Regions from separate parts of the Rattus norvegicus genome. Here region 1 is linked to region 2. Evidence: chromatin contacts called from public Hi-C data. All regions are on one chromosome and are shown on one strand. Each heading gives the region's core, a stretch centred on a gene start, on an enhancer-like site or on the middle of the called end of the contact. The rest is flanking DNA. Distances are from core to core; before and after follow the strand shown. Region 1 has its middle 120 kb from the start of Adamts1. Region 2 holds the start of App (amyloid beta precursor protein).

Region 1 (4,582 bases), core at 112-2,611, 580 kb after region 2:
GATTCTTCTTAGCCAAACAGCTAGGATGTTGGAAGGGTGGTGAGCTTTGGTCTCTATGGAGATAAACTGATATCTGTTCCTTTGTCCCTAAGAAAGTGACCTTCTTTGGAAATAGGGTATTCACGTATGCAATCACGTGATGACCAGGGGACTATATATACTTAATTTTGGTGATCTTTACAAAAGGGAAGACCACTTAAAAATAGGAACACTAATAGAATGTTATCCAGCCCACAGGCATGGCAGGGAAGATGCAGCAGCCAAAGGACAGGGGTGACAGCGCCACCAGGGCTGGGAGAAGCCAGGCAGCAAAGCGATTGGGATTCTGTAGACATTTTGATTTTTCACTGTGTTTTGGGGCTCCATTTGGTGCTTTAAGTCACTGCATTTATGGTGTTTCCTTGGTGCAACCCTAAAAAGAATAAATGAGAGAGCTGAAATCAAACATGAAAATGAGCAAAATACTCTCGCTTGTGTGTTCATGTTTCCACTGTTCTCCTAGGGTTGAGAAGGGAATTTCTCTCAAGGAGCCAAAACCTGGAGACTGACTATGCAAAGCTTTACGGCCCGTCAAAGCTCCATCAGGGATCTCTGAGCAAATGATGCCATTATTACATAATTTTTAAAGCTACGAAAGATGAGTGCATTAAAGACCCACGTCTTCCCACTATTCCTCTCTGTGTGATTACGATACCGGAAAGAAGGTGGTATTGGTGATAAAGTAGGCTGTTTGTTCTACAGAGTTCTTGTGGAAAACACTTGTAAACTGCACATTTTTGGCTCACAAACTGTCATGTTAGATGCCTATGATTCCACCTACTACCCAGGGAATGGCTATCTGTTTTACCAGACACAGGATTTGGGTGAGATGGAGGTTAGCACTTCTGGGGATAACTTAGGAACCAGTGCTACAAAGATCTGATATAGTTGTCAACACTAGGTGGCATCAAAGAGCCTGCACTTGTCCTGGTTTTTCAGAGCTTGGCAGGTCCTCGCTGAGTTTAATGAGCTCTTCCTCACTTGCTTTTCTTTTGCCTCCCCCTCACTGCGAAGCAGATCCTTTGTGGTCCGATGCCCTACTTAGCTGTAGATAAAGGCTGTCGATCCCCAGAGAATCACGATTCTCCTGAAGTGCAAGATGGCGGCAGAGATCTCTGAGTGCCGTTTGGGAGCTGGGAAGGAGACTTCCTTTCTTCAATGGGCTTTTTGAGAAGGGTTACTCCGCACTTTCCTTGACCCTTCTTGCAAAGCCTGTTGAAGTTGAAATATGCTCTTCCTAGGACGTTCTTGATAGTAATAGTGGTTAGATTTCACCGGGAGCTACTCAATATGATTGGCTGCAACTTGTAAAATGTGGTCCCTGGAGCCAGTGCTCTCCCTGTGTTCCCGGGACTCGGAACCCTGTTTGAGGTTATTAAGGTCTCTCTGTAACTGAGCGCCGACCCACATTATCAACGCTGATGTTACTTTTCGTGGAAACAGACATTTCTTCCTAATCATCTCTCCTCATGTGTGGGAGACTAGGTCAGCCGGTACTTACTGCTTTGAGACTTCTCAGCATAAATTATAATTTGTTTTCATGTAATCAACATCCGTACAGGTCAAACGTAGACCTTTTTATAAACCTTTGGTTGGGAAATGGTTTTCCGGTTTGTGTAAACTGCAATGTAAAGACATCATTTAAGCAAATGGAGTCTCGAGGCTGAGTTTGAGTTTTAAAAAATTGTGAAAACATGGAGACATATAAATTCTGTTTCTGAGCAGTCAAGTCGAGTGCAATAGAAAATCTAGACTTCCTGTTTCATTTGCAGCTGCTGCGTCGTACACGTCAGTCTATTTCCAAATGTAGGCTTACATAAACCTTTTGTTTGGTGCATTATACAGCCTAGGATCAGAGTTTGGCCATAAGGTTGTTTTTTAAATGCAATTCGTGTTTTTAAAAAGTTACACCCAAGTAGTCTTTGGTTGATTTTACTTAAAATTAGGATTTTTAGAGACATATTCTCTTATATTTCATCCTTTCTCAAACAGTAAAAATGTTCGAGTAAAAATAAAATATTAGTTTTAGAGGCAGCTGATCGTGGGTTAAAAGTGCCATCTAGTGGTTGAATAAGGAAGTTCATTTAACTCCTAATGGGAGTGTAAATTTATCTTTTTTGCTTCCATATTAGAAAACAGTGCAGTTAACAGTTGGTGCAGTTATCCATCATCTGGATATGGCTTCACCAAGACAGCATACTATAGGGTGTGACGGAGCTGTACTTTGGACTATGGTGGAGTCAGGAAGTGGTGGGGGACCATCTGGTTAAATAAAACAAAGTAGATGGAGAAGAGACGGGAGGCCAAAGGAGTTTCCTGTTGCTCATAAACTTTTCTTGAGGTTTTTTACTTACACACCTAATTAATACATTAAAACCAACTCCTGTGCAAGTAGGAAGCAAAGTAGATCTCTCCCTCTGTCTTTCTGTCTCTCTGTTTCTGTGTATCTCTGTCTGTGTCTGTCCCTTTGTGTGTGTCTGTCTTTCTCACCTCCCCTCAACCCCCACCCTCTGTGTGTGTGTGTGTGTGTGTGTGTGTGTGTGTGTGCATGTGCTTGAATACAGGAAAATAACTCATTTAACTGTTTCCTCAGAGGCTCCTTCTTCATGATCACTTGCGATGGCAAACACAGGAAGAAAGGAGGCTCCTCAACTCCTCAGGAAAGCTCCTTAGCCACTGGCGAAGGGCAATGAATGAACTGATGGCACAATTTCAATCTTACCCATTTTTCTTGAACTCACAGTCATGGGAGTCTGCTAGGGCTCTTCCAGCAGGCTTCCCCTTACTTCCCTTCTTTCTCTCTCTCTCTCTCTCTCTCTCTCTCTCTCTCTCTCTCTCAGAACAGGCCACCTCTGTGTCCTTCTCCCTCTCTGAGGACATGCCACTCGCTGTATGACCTGCAGACATAAAACTCAGAATCACATTCAATTTTGGGCAATGTTTGTGCTAAAGTGATTCCTGTTTCCATTTCCCACTCTATTGCTCTGTGACAAAAACAACTCAAGGTTGAGGTGTGCGGGTCCTTAGCATCTGTGTGTTGAACCCTTAAGAATGAGGCTTTGTGGGAAGACTTTGGATTCTCCATCACCACTCCTATGAAGGCCCGGGGATTGCTGCTGGGAATCTCTGTCTTTGCAAAGACTGTACTGAGGCCAGTTTAAGATACAGAGTACAGGAAGGTAAAGAAGCAAGCATTTCTGATTAAATTTGCTTACCTGACATAATGGTCCGCCTTAGAAAGCACAAGAATGGGAAAACTATGAAAGTGGGTAGGGTGAGTAGAAGATTGTGGATGAAATGAACTATGATTAAAAAAATGTACAGCATTAGGCTGAGATGCTGCTCAGTTTATAGGAAGCATGTCTAGCATGGGTGAGATATGTCTCTGTCTCTAGAATCTCACAGACTGGCTGTGGTGGCACAGAACTGTAATCCCAGCCCATGGCAGCGAGTTACAGAAGAATCTCAGGTTTGAGACCATCTTAGTTACCCAAAGATTTCAAGACCATTTTGGGCCACATGAGTTTCTGTCTCAAAAACAGACAAAAATACAGTATTTTCTGAGCTTTAACCTTGTCTCTTAGCTATATGTTAGGCACTTTTCAAGACTACTTGTCTCTTTTTTAAAATAAGAATTCCAATCACACAAATCAGGCCATTAATGGGCTTTTTTAACGGAGTACAACACCGAGAGGAAGGATCGTCATAAACACAGTCAACGTTACAATGCTGAAATACAGTGGAGAGAGATTGGGATCCAGAATTCTTCTCCCATGAGCAGTCACATGCTTGGACTCGACATTATTCTAGATTTTGTGATAACAAAGGAAAATCAGAATTGCTACAAACTTTCTCTGATTCAATGAAAATCTGTGGCAGGTATGTGGCAGGTCCCATGATGCTCCCTGAGAACAGAGATGGATAAGTTGATCCCGGATGTTAATTTTCTCATGAGTGTTTTTCTGACATTGAACAAAGCTGTGAGAAACCTCCAACTCCATACCCTTCGCCTACCACGCAGTCCCAACAAACGGGTGTCTAGACACCACATACCATCCAGATGCTGCCAGCCATGAGGTCACACCACGGGGCAGTTTTTAACAGCACACAGCCTGCTGTGTTGGCAACAGCTCAGGGCTGCTAATTGGGACAGGTGCACAGTGTGATGACAGCAGACCACCCACAGAGTTGTGACACAGCCAGCTAAGGCAAGAGGAAGAGAAAGGGAGAAATGAGAAAACCTGATCTGCAGGCTGGGCAGTGATGGTTGCCAGAGAAGAATGCATAGGCAGAGACCCTCTGAAGATAACTGAGAGGAAAGAGTGCCGGTTTTAGGCGGGGGTGTCCTTATCTTTAGAGAAAGTGGTAGGGCCACAGGAAATGAAGCTCTGGAAATACACTACCACCAGCCTTCGAAAGGAGATCATTTGCTTGAATGCACAGACACACCCAAGCACACACACACACACACACACACACACACACACACACACACACAAACACACCACAAACACACACGCACACACACGCCCATTAATTATAA
Region 2 (4,693 bases), core at 1,421-3,920:
TCTCTTAATTGCTTGCAGTCTTACAAGTGTAATGAGAGACGCTATCGCTTGGGGTGACAAGAAGCATTTATAGCCTGCCAGTATCATGGCTTCCCACTGACAAGCAGTAACCGGTGACTTCTGACGGATCCCCACCAAAAAATCCTCAGCTTCACTGTTCTCTGAGGAGCCTCCTACCCGTCAGAGCAAGCACTACTCTCCAGTACTCGCAGTAGCTTTCCAGACAGTGAAGGAACCACTACAACCAAGGCAAGTTGATAGTTATCAGCTCTAGGCAAGCCAACAGGACGAGTCCATCGCGGTTTGCTAAATGCTCGCCTCCGTTCGACAAGCTGGGAGAAAAGAAGAGGCCCCCATCGTCATTACCCTCGTCCACATGGATTCTTTTACAGAGCCACCTGCAGCAGACGGATTTTCTGCGATTTACAAAGGGCAGCCAACTCATAATTCTGTGGCTTCAGTGGACACAGAGCTGCAAGGACTGTCAAGCCTCATTAGGGTGAATTACCTTCCAGTGATTCACCAAAGGCACGAATGTAGCGCTCACGTTCACCCTTCAAAGGTGATAAATTCAGGATAATCTCCGAAGGTTTGGCAGAAAAGGGATATACAATCGCACAAGCCAAAACATAAATCCGGTTCATCTTGGCCTACACCCTGACTCTTTTTATACAAGTTTTTTTTTAAATGCTCAAGAAAAGTAAATATTTGAGTTTTGACATGAGTTCCAAAAATTAAAGTTATTCCTTTAATTACTTCGTCGCGTTTTTGTACAGTACGACAATTTGGAAAACCAAATGATTACACAAATAAAACCTGGGTCATTAGAGAAATCAGAATTTCCTTGATTAAATGGCTTTGATAAAATGGAACACTAAATTCTAAAGACTCTTAAAAGACCTGTTTTAACCAGTCTGAGGTGATTTACAGATTGTGAAGCCACTTGTGGGTTAAAAAAAAAATCAGAGGGGGTAAAGTTCAATGACCTTGTAAATTAAGAACTAAAAAATAAATAAATAAAAACCCACACTGGTGTGATAGCTTGTATAGCCCCCAGGAAATTACAGGATAACACTCGCCCGGAAATTGCTTTTTGGGAAAATTACTATGAGGTAGTGCGGAAAGAAGGGGACTATGGGGAAGGGATATTTGCAAATGCTTAGATGGTGAAAAGGGTACAAACGAAGAGAAATAAAACCAGCTGCCACGCAAACAACTTCCAGGCATCTCTGGATAAAAAGGAAAACAAGCCTTTTGCTGAATGCTGGAGAGTTGGATGAATGGAGAAGACTTGTTATACACCTAGTGGTGGGTGGATTTCATAGGCTGCAGCCTCCACACAGCTTTTCTTTGCTGCACTGCAGAGGCGCCATCTTCTCCGTCTTAATCTTCACCCTATTCAATCCTTTTATCTGAACCCCCTTTTTAAAAGGACCCCCGAGAACCCTCCCCAACATCCTGCGCCCCCCAGGGTGACTAAGCTAGAGTTCCCAGAACTGCCCCCTAAGGAGGCCGCACCTTAATCAGACAAACGCCTCCTTTGATGCACTGGAGCCCCAGCCTCGCCACCACCCGGCACTGCCCTTTCCAGACGCACGCCTCACTCTGGGCTCTCTCTCTGTCTCTCTCCCTGCGAGGACTTTGCAGTCCCGCACAGGATTGGCAGTAGGTGGTGGTGGTGCGGGGGTGGGAGACCACGGGGTCCCAGCAGCACCCCCAGGTCCTCGGGGGCAGACGCGCAGCGCGGGGAAAGGAGCCGCGGTGGCGCACAAACTATCACGGCTCCTCCACCGCGCCCTGGACGGTGAGGGCGGGGTGTCGCGGCTTTTGTTCCCGGGGACCTTCTTAGACTCAGGGAGAAACTGGAGGTGCATTGGAGAGTCCGGGACATCCAGGTTGAGGGACGGTGCAGGGTGGCCGCACTCTCCGATCTCTCCCATCACTTGGAACTTACACAAAAGGGAGACACGGAAATGCACAAAGTTTGCAAAAGGAAGGCGGTGCGAGACCCCGCGCCGACTCCGGAGAGGGTCGCTGCGCAGGCAGCCGCCGCCCGCTGCCGCCAGGAGCAAAGCCCAGCTTCGCAGTCAAGACAGGCGGGGGTGGGAAGGGAGAGTGAGCCAGGCGCTCCCCAGCATCCAGAGCTGCCCCCATTCCAACCCAGGACCCTAAGGAAGGGGAAGGGCGGCGATTTCCTCTCAGGGCACTGAATTATGAGACACTGCGCTTTCGGTTTGCCACATGTGTCCCCCTTTCCCCTCGAACTGGGTGTCTCTCGTATCCCAGACACCCGATCTCAAGGCAGGGAGGAGTCAGGGTCTGCATTCAGGCTCGAACCCCCCGTCCTCCGGCTGGCACGGATGTGGGGAGCCCAGAGCCTCACCCGCTCCCTCTTCATCGGTCCGGTAGCGCGTCCCCCGGCAGGGTTGGGCCAGAGACGCCGAAGCGCAGGGCGCCCGCAGGCGGGGGAGGCTAGGAACGGTCTACCAGTGACAGTCCCCCGCATCTCAAGATTCAAGCTCCTTGATGGGGAGGATCGTGTCCTCCGGCTCCCGCCACCCCCGTCTCGTTCCCAAGGCGCGGCACCCACCTCCAGAGCCCGAACCGTCCAGGCGGCCAGCAGGAGCAGTGCCAGGCTGGGCAGCATCGTGATCCTGCGTGGGCCACCGACTGCTCCGTGTGCAAGTGGAAGATCCGCCGCACCCTGACTGTGTCCGCGTCGTCGCCGCCGCCGCCGCCGTCTCCGGTGGCCCCCGCGCTCTCTCTGCTCCTAGTGCTCTCGCCTCCCGCCGCCGAGGAAACTGACAGAGCTGGAGCGCGGCGGCGGGGCTGGCAGCCGGGAGAGTCAGCTGATCCCGCCCACCCGGCTTGCCACCCGAGAGAGACCCCTAGCGGAGCCCCGGGGAGCTGCGCCCGAGCGCAAAGGGAGGCGACAGGGAGCCCACAGGTGCGGCGTCTTGGGCACCAGCTAAGGAACCCGAGCTTCCTCTGGGGTCCAGGAACCAAGGGAGGAATGATCTGGGTCAGGGAGAGGGGTCCGCAGTCGGGGGAAGGTGAACCCTAGGACGTTAAGGTTCCAGGGAAATCGGGAGCGCTCTCGGCTCGTCCCCGCGAGCTTGAGTCATCCGACCCCGCAGGCCTCTCCTGAATGTGGTTGAAGAGCTACTGCTGCGATGCATGCATTTTTATCCGCAGTTCGTTTTCTCTATTTGGAGAGGTGGAGCGAGGCCGAGAACATTAGCAAAAGAAACAGGATATTTTTTTTTTTATTTTTTGGTAGGAGGACACCCAGCACCCTACTGTAACCTGGAATTTTTGTCGTTAGAATGCACCAAAGAAGGGCACAGGATGCAGGATGACCCATTTTTCTCTGTTTGAGGTTGGGGATGGGAGGTGGTTTTCGTTTTTTGTTTTCCTATTGTTATTGCATGTGTGCTTGCTTTGGGTAATTTCAGAGAAAGGATTGAAGGAGGCAGGGAGGTAAAATGTAACATGGAGGAGAGATCAAAGTTAAGTCCGAAAAGATACTGAGTGATGGCTCATCTTCGGCCTCTGTCACCAAGGACTTCTTCCTGGAACGCTGCTCTCGATCCTTTTTGGATCTGCTCTAAACCAGAGAGATGAGTCTTCATAAAGCCGTTTTCTCCTAGATTACACACAAACTTCCCAGTGTTAGAATCGCCTAAAACCATCCAGATGTGCTCCCAATCACAGCTACCTCCTGACATAACGTGGCTTCAGACTCCAAGCTCTGGGCCCTCCCTAGGCTAGCAGAGGGAGACAGGGGATAATACTAGGTGCATTTCTGGTTTGTAAGGCCACAACCTTTTCCTTCACCTGATGTGCTTGCTAGTTCGTTCTTTTAATAACTTGGCATGTGCTCTGGTCATCTGGGAAGGGAGGGATCTGAACTGAGAAAAATGCCTCCATTAGATTGACATGCTTGCAAATCTGTGGGGACATACTCTTGATTATTAATTGGTGTGGGAGACCAGCCCTGAGCAGGTGGTCGTGGCTTGTGTAAGGAAGCAGGCTGAACAAGCCAGGAGGGACAAACCAGTACACAGCTTCTGCCATGGCTACTGCCTCAGCTCCTGCTACAGGTTCCTGCCTTGAGTTCTTGCTCTGACTTCTGCTCCCAGTAGACTGTGATCAGAATGTGTGAGGTTAATAAACCCTGTCCTCAAGTTGCTTTGGGTCCTGATTTTCTTTGTTTAACTCTGCAATAGAAAGCAAGCTAGAAGACCTGCTCTTTCAGAGAGAGAGTAGAGACAGAGAGAGAGAGAGAGAGAAAGGGGGAGAGAGAGAGAGAGAGAGAGAGAGAGAGAGAGAGAGAGAGAGAGAGAGAGAGAGAGAGGAATCCCTGCAAGTGTGGTGGTAGGACTTGTCTCCACCCCTTCCTTTCAGAGAAGTCAGCACTGATCTACCAGCTTGCCTACAGACCATCTGTCTAACTCTGCAAATACCTTTTAGTATTTGTCCTGCATGTCTGTCCTTTGAGTGTCCTCAACAAATAACACATTTTTGCTCTGTGAAAATATTTGCTTTTCTTGTTTATGGCATTCATTTACTACAAAAGCCAAGCAAAGGATAGGGAGGTAGCTCAGTCAATAAAGTACTTATTATCCAAACACAAGGGCCTGAGAACAATCCCTGGAAGCTACATGAGTGTGTCAGCCATGCTAGCGCCTGC

What was found. Hi-C and Micro-C count contacts between places; a contact is called where the count stands out from the background.
Region 1: a contact with region 2 is called in a Hi-C map of the A7r5 cell line, with 8 times the contacts expected there. The contact joins the enhancer-like site here to the promoter of App in region 2. A contact is called at or near these places in 8 of 12 Hi-C or Micro-C datasets (the A7r5 cell line, the Rat2 cell line, Schwann cells and 5 more) and 1 of 1 datasets of contacts at active chromatin or transcription factors (oligodendrocytes).

Annotation. Positions count from the first base shown.
Region 1 is chr11:38,302,435-38,307,016 of GRCr8, forward strand. No RefSeq gene overlaps it. Among named protein-coding and RNA genes, the nearest start is that of Adamts1, 120 kb to the right of the region's middle. Within about 2 kb of position 1,362, at least 35 of the 93 cell types and tissues checked have an H3K27ac peak or open chromatin away from gene starts, as enhancers often do. A contact at or near this core is called in the A7r5 cell line and liver, where this site is marked.
Region 2 is chr11:37,720,168-37,724,860 of GRCr8, forward strand. App (amyloid beta precursor protein) reads right to left here and starts at 2,671. Exons shown (of 18, transcript NM_019288.2): 1 at 2,591-2,671. The coding sequence starts at 2,647.